Regions from separate parts of the Mus musculus genome. Here region 1 is linked to region 2. A link is a contact called in public promoter capture Hi-C data. All regions are on one chromosome and are shown on one strand. The core of a region is the stretch at or near the end of the contact, and the rest is flanking DNA. Distances in the headings are between cores, read along the strand shown. Region 1 holds the start of Asah2 (N-acylsphingosine amidohydrolase 2). Region 2 holds the start of Gldc (glycine decarboxylase).

Region 1 (4,870 bases), core at 371-2,870, 1.9 Mb before region 2:
TGATCTTTCTTACGAAGTACATTTAAAGTGGTCAGCACATTTGCTGGTGTGAGGCAAGCTTCAATGTAGCTGCCTTTGTTAGTGTCCTTTCTGCTCCCCAGGTGGTCTGTGCTCTCCCCTTCTTCACAGGTAGATTGCACTCTTTTCTGGAAGCTTTGAGACTCCCAGGGTAGACGAAGTTTAGGCAAAGGAGGCCCTGGTGCCTAGGAGCCCAGTTAGCAGAAAATAAACCTCAGAAGGCAGCCCTTGCCGTTCCAGATGGCAGAGAGGAGGAGAAAGGGCCAAGGCTCCTGCTGGCCTTCCGGGTCTCCCCATGGAGGGATGATTACCTGTAATAGCTCAGTCTTTAGCAAACACTGTCACACCTGCCAGCTTTGTACTTAACTTTTTACTTCCTTCTGAGGCCACAGCGAACTCTGTAGCCTGAAGAAAGCTAGAGGCTTGCTATACCTTGATTTATGCCTTGGCACTCTATGTAGCAACCCATTTATAAGCCAAGAGGAGCAGTCTTCTTTGGGGATTCTAGGTACATGAGGCTTCTGTATAGCGACATGGGGGAGTGGGGGGGATGAGGTAAACTGCAAAGACCAGAGCCAGGACCAAGCATGGGACACATTTCTGAAATACCATCACTCCAGAGGCCCAGGAGGCCAGGGCATGGCTGTGAGTCGAGGCTATGAAAATACCATGATTACCTGTCCCAAGAAGAAAAGGCCCAGAAGGAAACAACAAAAAACAGAAGTTGATCCTATACTGGCTTTGCTTTCTGTCCCTGACTTTCATACTTGTAAAGCAACTCCCAAAGGCTCAGAAGATTGACCCTCTTCAACTCCCCTACCTGCCCTACTAGGAGCCCTGGTAACTGTAGGGCAATATTGCAAGAAGCTGGGGTTTGTTTTTTTTTTTGGGGGGGGGGCGGTTGCCTGGAGGGGTGTTATGGGAAATATAAATATAGCTTTATCTGTTTATCCAAATTACTAAGGTATGTTTACTACATGTGAATAATAATCTTCTCCATCAAGTTGCAATCTGTCCAGAAACGTCTTTCCTAGAATGTATGTCCTTTATTCAAAATGTTCTTTACTCCAGCCTCTGCAGCGACTGTCTACTTTTGTCTCTGTGGCACGCAATTGATATCCTTGGCAATGAACTGCTTGCTTTCCAAATCACAGAGGACAAGCAGGTTGGGCTGAGCGAATGATGATGTTTGTTCATGGTGGAAAAAGACAGCCTCTAGGGCCGTGGTTCTCACCCTTCCTAATGCCTCTACCCCTTACTACAGTTCCTCATGTTGCGGTGACCCCCCCCCCCCAACCATAACATTATTTTTGTTGCTACTTCATAACTGTAATTTTGCTACTGTAATGAATCACTATCAATATCAGATAGGCAGGATATCTGACCTGTGACCCCTGTGAAAGGGTCTTCCTACCAAAAGGGTCCTGAAGTGCAGGTTGAGAAACACTGTTCTAGGTGTTACCTTCCAAGAATGGTACAAGTGTTCATCCATCAGCAGGCTTAGCAGAGTGCACCGTGTCTGCTGAATGAGTCAGCGTGTAAGTGGTTAAGTTACAGAGCCTTGGCTTTCTGGGTTAGAGCTTCCAGCCTCCAAGAGTTAACCTGCAGCGGTGTTCTGAAGAGCCGGGCAGAGGATACACAAGCATCCCAGCAGGCACTCTGGTTTGCCCGTGAACGATAGATATGCGGGGGTTTGAATGAGCAGCTGCAGCAGCGGGTTTGGGTACGTGGCTTTGCTTTGATTGATGCTGTATTGTTTTCTCTCAAGAGAACAAAGCAATGCTTGTTCCTGTTTGCAAACAAGGTCCCTTGGAGAAAGGGCAGTTGTCTATTAGCCTGCATTCTATCGTGAAAATAAGAGCCCAGGGTGCAGGGGTGAGCGTTTGCAGATTTCTCCATCCTCATTTAAGCTGCATCTCGGATGCTGGGGATTGTCTTTAAACTGATCTGAATTCTAGTGCTGCAGCGTCAGGTCATTTGAATGTCACGATCGCAGTGGGATTCAAACGGTAGTTTTTTGCTATCTCTACTGGAAATCTATACTTAGAGGTAAATATTTGAAGTTGTTTGTTGAATTGGTAGATGCAGGAGGCAGAAACACATTTTCCTGCCCATTTTGGAAGATACGATTTAAAACCCCAGACTCGGAGAGCAAACTTCTATAATTCATCGGAAGCCCGAGGGAGGGAGGGAGGCATCATCTAAGACCGAATGCTTTCTCCTCTCCTACAACCTGACTACTTTAGCCCCAGCACACACAGTGTGACCGGAAACATCCTTCAGCATGTCATGACTTCTAATCAGTCTCTACGTGCTCAGCTGGGTATCGGTATTACTTCACGAACCTTTTATTTTGTTCGTGGAAACGCATCTGAAACTCAAAACAGACTAGAAATAATCTTCAAAGACTTGAACTGAATGGAATTTCAAGGAATACAAGGTTTTAGCTTAAAGTTTTTCAGGGTCCCGATGTGGTGTGAAGGTACAGTCTAGAAGCACTGTGCACACCGATGACGGTATAGATATTTGCAAACTTCCCGGAATGCATGGTGCAGGTAAAATGCAAGGCAATCGACGTTTAGGTCTACAACTTTTCTAAAAGTTTCCCCCAACTCGGACACCATATTGAATAAGAATACACACATACACACATATGTGCACACACATACGTGCACACACACACATACATGCACAGAGAGAGAGGGCGAAGACGAGGTGGGGGGGTGAGAGAGAGAGACTCTTGTTTTTGATTTTAGGAAACAATTTTTTACGTATTTATTATATAATGTCAGCTAACAGGCTGATCCTGTATAGTCTTTATGTGGACAAATGTTCTTTATATCCCTACATATTCTGGTATTTTTATCATGGAGAGATGTTGGAGTTTGCCAAAAGCTATATCTGCATCTATTAATTGTGTATTTTCTAGCCTTCAGCCTCTATATATTTTGTATTGCCTTGATTGGTCTGTGCATGTTGACCCAACCTGGAATTCCTGAGATGGAACCGAACTTAATCACAGGATATGATCTTAGTGTTATCATGAAGAGCTTGGGCAAATATGTTAGTTTTTAAAATATTTTATTTTTATTCTTTGTATGTCTCTTTGTGCAGGTCTGTACACATGAGTGCTGGTGTGCTTAGAGGCATCGGGTCCCTTTCAGCTGGAGTTGCAGTACTTGTGAGTGCCATGTAAGTACCTCTGCATGGGTCCTGAGAGCTGAGGTTCTCTGGAAGAGCAGTGCATACTCTTAATCACTGAGCCATCTCTTCAGGCCTGCGATTAGTTTATTCACCTCGCTCTGGAGGGCACGTGGTATGCAGTCTTCTGTTTGCATCTGTGTCCTTATCTGGTTTGGGTGTCAGGGCAATATTGACTTCCCAGAATGAGTCCGCTTTTAATGCTTTGACTGCTCTGTCTTGGGAGCAGCTTGCTGAGTGATGGTGATGACTTGAAGACTTGGTGGAATCTAGCATCGAGCCCGCTACAGAGCTTTTCTTTGTGGGCCGATACTCTCATCACTGTCTGACTCTTGTTGCCTATGGAACTCTTTAAGTTGTTGATATCTTCTTGATTTAATTTAGGTGGGTTATATGTGTATCAGGATTTACTCATTTCTCCTAGACTGTCCAGTTTTTAGGATTGCATTTTTTAAAAGTCTCTAATGAGACAATAGATTTCTTTGGACTTTGTTATAAGATCATCCTCAAATTTTGTTTTTCTGTTTATATAATTGACCCAACCTGGAATTCCTGAGATGGAGCAAACTTAATCACAGTATATGAACTTAATGTTTTCATGAAGAGTTTGGGCAAATATGTTAGTTTTATTTTATTTTTATTATTTGTATGCCTCTTATATAGTTTTATATAAGCCTTATATATGTGTGTGTATGTATAATATTTATCTTTTCAAGCATCCAATTTTGTGTTTAATTGATCCAACATTTTCTTCCATTTGTTTCTGCCCTTGCATTTTTATTTCTAGCCTCCTATTGCTTTCTGGGGGGGGGGGGGGTTTGAATTGTTCTTGTTCATCTAAAACCTTGAAGTTTATCATTGGTATTTATTTGAAATATCTTTGCAATATCTCTATTTTTTTCTAATGTAAGCATTTAAAGCTATAAACTTTACCTCTTAGAACTATCTTATTTCTATCTCAAAAGTGCTGATAAATTGTGCTTTATTTGATTATAGAAGCATTTAAAAATCCCATTTCTGGGTTGGCTGATGATCTGCTGGTCATTTGATAGTATATTTTTTCGTTTTCCTAGTATTCGTGTACTTCCTGTGGTTTCTCTTGCTATCTCTCTCTTCTTCTACGCCACTGTTAAGTTCTTAGAAATTGTCGTGATTATATTGTACTTGTTAAGACCTGATTGCCTAATGTGTTCTATCTTCGAGGACTATCTACAGGCTACTGAAAACGAAATGTGTTTTCCATAGCTGTTGGACGAAATACTTTGTTTCTATCTATTAAGTCAATTTGATCTGGGTATGCCTTAACCCAGAAGCTTCCTTTGCTGTTGTTTTGGTTGCTGTTGTTTTTTCCCCTTGGTTTGGATGACCTATTTAAATATGATGTTACCCACTGTTACGGTATCAGTCAAACATTTAATGCTCATTAGTATCTCTTTATGGCATTGGTGACCCCACCACTCAGTGCATATATAGTTACAGTTGTTATTTCTTCCCAATTATTTGTCTTTTCTTTATTAACAGTTAGTAGCTTTCATCATCTCTCCTGTCTAATTTCAATTTGAAACCTTCTCTATCAAATCTCAGGATTACTATACCAGCTTGTTTTCAGCTTCCACTAGGCTTGAAAGACTGGCTTTCAAACTTTGATTTT
Region 2 (4,843 bases), core at 652-3,151:
AGACCAGGCTGGCCTTGAACTCAGAAATCTGCCTGCCTCTGCCTCCCAGGTGCTGGGGTTAAAGGCGTGCACCACCACACCCAGCCCTATAGAAGCTTCTTGTCTGACATCAAGTATCTACTCACCTTCCTGGAGTATATGCCAACACCTGACTTGGGCTATGGGTCTAGAAGCTAAGGGAGGTTGACAGGTCCTTCCATGGTTAACATGTTTATGGTGAAATTATAGGACCTTCAAGGAAGGTATGGCCAGTCTGTTAAAAAGGAGGAGCTGGTTCAGCAATCAAGGGAGACTTGGGGGAGGAGTGTATTACATTGGGGGTGAGACAAAGCCACATACAACTTCGTCTGTCCACAAATCCCCTATGTATCCAAGATTGACCTTGAACTCCTGATCATCCTGCCTCTCTACCTCTCAAGTATAGTGATTACTGATAAGTACTGCAGAATGCAGCTTACCTCAGTAGAATATGCTGTTCCCAATAATCATGTACATTCCAAACTACTAAAAATGTCCTCATTCTGATGTTTATATAGAAGACCAAATAAAGTTATGAAGTCAGCTTGTGTGGAAATTTGGCAATCCAACACTGGGTCTAAATGATTCCCTAAATATGTGCTTCCTGTAGCAATAGAAATGAAGGGATTCTTTCAGAACATTGGAGTCGTCTCCTCTTCTGACCTGTCATTTTAACCTACAAACTCATCACAGTAGTTAGCCCTCCCTACAAGTCCTTCCACTGGAAGGTCTTAACTTAGCAACTATTTGGTCTAGCAAAGACCTGCCTGCAACAGACACAGTAGTCGCCCCTGAAAGTTTAGGCAACACTGTTTCTTGTGTCTTTCCCAAGACCCAGTTTCTCTTTGCCTTCAACTCTAAGGTCATCGTTAAGGATGTGTATAAAGGTCAGATAGGCGGGTCCCAGGTTCCTGTCCTTGGGGGTCAGCTTCCTGGAGATGCTTTTGCTTTCATTACAGTATCTGTTTAGGTTTACTCAGGAAATAAAAATATAGCCAATATACCAACAGCATACTCATGCATTCCACGTAAAGGAAGACTGAATTTCAGGAATGGGTGCATATCAAACCAGTACAGAGAAGACGAAGGAGACATACAAAGGAGGGAGGGAGAAGACAGGTGCTGGGGTGTAGCTTGGTGCTAGTTGGGAGATCGGGGGTTTGGTTCCCATCGCATCATATCTCAAAAAAAGTGGGGTCAGGGGGATGGCTCAGTGATTGAGAGCACTTGCTACTCTTATGGTTGGGCTATCAGCACCCACATAAAAGCTCACAACAGCCTGTAACACCATTTGCAGGGAATCTGATGTCCACTTCTAACTTCTGCAAGCATTCGGCATGTATGTGATACACAGACAGACATTTCACCCAACACACAAATCAATAAAAAATAATATTAAATCTTTATTAAAAGATTAAAGCATAAGATATTTTAGGGGCTGTGCTCTTTGTCCAGATTTCATAACTATGAAAGAACCTTCCTTTGCCCATAGTGGTTTTCATGAGATGTGACCCTAAAGTCAGTAAGTGGAGACCAGCTAACTATTGGAGTCTTCCTGTCTTCTGTCTCAGTGCATTGCTCCAGGAACTTCACGAATGTTAGGGCTGCCCCAATGGGCCCTACAACCCGGCCAGTGGGCCTATAGAGCATCCCGAACCCCTGTGTAAGAAGAGGGATTTGGGACCTTAAACTTCCAGCATCAGGCAGGGGACTCCACCCTGCTGCTGAAGAGGGGAAAGAAGTGGGAGGAGGTGGGAGACAAGGAGGAGAGAGAAAGGGAGGGCCCTGCCTCGCCCCCGCCCTGCAACCCATTCCCATTGGCTAAAGGTTTCCTGGCTCCATCCTACTGCCCGCCTTCGGGCGCCGCTTAAAGTGTGCGGAGCAGGTGCCTGCTGAGGCGGAGGAACTTTGCAAGAGTTAGTGCAGTTCGCTGTACCCATTCATTGCCCGCAGTGGTCGGGAAGGGGATCCAGGGACTGCGGCGGCCACTCCCGGGGCATTGGGGCCAGAGGAGGGCCGGAAAGCGCTGCTGACCCTCGTGGGCTGGGGAGGTGACGGCGTCCATGCAGCTGTGTGCCAGGGCATGGGGGCTGCGCCTGGGCCGCGGAGCCGGGGGCGGCCACCGCCTGGCTCGGGGCACCGGCTTGAGTTGGGCGCAGCGAAGCCGGGACAGCAGCGGCGGCGGTGGCGGTGGCGGTGGCGGGGACCGCGGCGCGGCTGGGGCCTCGCGCCTTCTGGAGCGCCTCCTGCCCAGACACGATGACTTCTCCCGGAGACACATCGGCCCCGGAGACAAAGACCGGAGGGAGATGCTGCAGGCGCTGGGGCTGGCGGTAAGGCCCTCCACCCTCCACCCTGCCGGAGCTCTGCCCGCTGGGCCTCCCGGCTCCCACCTTGCCTTCCTCCTCCGTCCCGGGCCCCAGCTTGAAAGCGAGCTCGCTCTTAATCGTGGTGCCTTCTCCTCTCTTAACTTTTACTCTGTTCTCGCTCTTCTAAAGTGCATTTAAAAAATATCCCCAACTCCAGACGAACCCTAACTTTGCAGGAAAAGAAGACTCCCTACTTAGAGTACATTAATCCGGTCAGCTCCAGTTGCAGCTCCCGAACCCGGAGTAGCGGATTTACCATCCGGCTCCATCATTTTTTTTTTTTTTCCTCCAAAAGATTTCTGCTTCCTGATGTTTCACTTTAAAAAGAACTCTTAATTAGACGATTTAAATGAAGTTCCTACCAGCCTTTGAAGATAAACTGAAGTGGCTCTCTTAACTCAGGCTCTTTGCTCTGACTGTCCTGTTCACCAGCTTGCGTTTTTAAATTTTAGAGCATTGATGAGCTCATCGAGAAGACGGTCCCCGCCAGCATCCGCTTGAAGAGACCCTTGAAAATGGAAGACCCTATTTGTAAGTGGCCGGGAGGACTCTCAGGGGTTCCGCTGCTCTGCCTTCTATAATCTCTGTCCGGCTTTGGGGTTGGATTGCTCAGTACTTGACAGGCCCTAAACCGCTGGGATTTTTCTTCCCTGAGGAAAACCTATGTAAGCCCCTTTCATGGTCTTTATCCCTGAGTTGCTGGCGAGGCACCTACAAGCTTTCCCAAAGAAGGCTTTGCAAAAGACACGTGTTGGATTAGAAGTCTCCACCTCATGCACGCCCACCGGAAGGGCTTTTTGTTCCTTTGAGCTGAGAAGGTAGTTATCTCAGTAGATCAGGTGAGACTTCCGAAAGGACAAAGGAAATCACCTGAGGTCCTGCAGCTAGAGAAGAGACTTATTTGGAAGGGGACTTAGACTTCTCAAAGTCACGAGAATTTCAAATTGTTCTGTCTCACATCGGTTTCCCCTCTCACCCTCACCCATCTAAAGGCAGCAGTGCTTTGCAAGCCTGAATATGTGGGGTTTTTGTTTGTTTGTTTGTTTGTTTTGTTTTTTCTGAAAAGCACACAAACTCGATTTGTGCTTGGTTAAGAAATCTCAGGCTAGTTATAGGCTTCCCTTTTTAATGATTATTTTGTTTTTAAAAGATTTTCTTGCATTTATATTTGTGCACCACGCGGGCTGTTGGGTCATCTAGAACTGGAGTTCCCCACAGTTAGGGAACTCCAAACCTGGGTCCTCTGCAAGAGCAACACGTGCTCTTAGCTATTGAGCCATCTCTTCAGCCCCTCTTGGTAAAAGTGGTTTTAATGGTCCTAATGCTGTCTTTGGGTGGTTTTTTTGTTTGTTTGTTGTTGTTTTTTTATGTGGCATTGACTTCTAGGAGTCAGGGAAGAATCTAGATGTTAAGGGATGGTCAGAGCTGAAGAACTCTTAGAAAATTAAAAAAAATACCAAGCTCCCTCATCTGATAACCCCAGATCATAGAGATATTTCTCTAGGGCAATTGTTTCGTTTGCTTGCTTGCTTGCTGTTGCTTGTCTGGTTTGGTTTCTGTGAGAAGAAATTCTACATGCAAAGCTGGTTTTGTTTTAAAAGACATCCTGAGCCTATTCCGGCTGCAGCTGGGGATGCTGTACCTCAGGTTCTATGAGGGCTGCTGCCCTCCTTGCTGTCAGATGCTGATGGCCAGGGGCTTGCTCACAAAGCAAACCACCTGAGACTTGGAAAGATGGCCATAAGGAATACCTATCTCAATTTCAGGACACCAACATTCTGAGCCATCAAATGTGAGAAAAACAGAAGTTGGCTTACTTGTTTTTTGAAATAAGGACTTTCATGCAGCTTAGGCAAGCCTCAAACTTGTGATTCTCTGGCCCTTATTCATTGAGTAAAGTTATATTATGTGTACATCACAATGTGGAAAAACTGTACTTATTTTTGAGAACAGTTTTTTTTCCTGTGTGTGATCCTTCCTTCCTTCCTTCCTTCCTTCCTTCCTTCCTTCCTTCCTTCCTCTCCTTATTTTTAAGATCGGGTCTCAAAGCCAGGCGTGGTGGCGCACGCCTTTAATCCTAGCACTTGGGAGGCAGAGGCAGGCGGATTTCTGAGTTCGAGGCCAGCCTGGTCTACAAAATGAGTTCCAGGACAGCCAAGGCTACACACAGAAACCCTGTCTCAAAAAAAAAAAAAAAAAAAAGGATAGGGTCTCACTATGTGGCCCTGGCTGGCCTGTCTTTGAAGACCAGCTGGGATTAAAGGAGTGCACATCTGGTCCTAGTTGTGTATTTGTCAAGGAAGCCATTGGCAAGTATTTGTGCCAATAATTGCCTTCCTGAGACTTTTAAGAGCAGAATGTCTAGATTAGCTCCTTGTATAACATGCTCTAAGTAAGATGTTCTTTTAGGAGTATTAAGGCCTGGTGAACTGATCAGTGTTCATCCTCTCTGTCTC

What was found. Promoter capture Hi-C pulls out the DNA fragments that hold promoters and counts their contacts.
Region 1: a contact with region 2 is called in a promoter capture Hi-C map of hippocampal neurons, with 6 times the contacts expected there. A contact is called at or near these places in 2 of 39 promoter capture datasets (the 3T3-L1 cell line and hippocampal neurons).

The regions. Positions count from the first base shown.
Region 1 is chr19:32,099,890-32,104,759 of GRCm38.p6, reverse strand. It overlaps Asah2 (N-acylsphingosine amidohydrolase 2), which reads left to right and starts at 1,620. Exons shown (of 24, transcript NM_018830.1): 1 at 1,620-1,741; 2 at 3,133-3,210.
Region 2 is chr19:30,172,499-30,177,341 of GRCm38.p6, reverse strand. Gldc (glycine decarboxylase) reads left to right here and starts at 1,901. Exons shown (of 25, transcript NM_138595.2): 1 at 1,901-2,351; 2 at 2,840-2,918. The coding sequence starts at 2,082.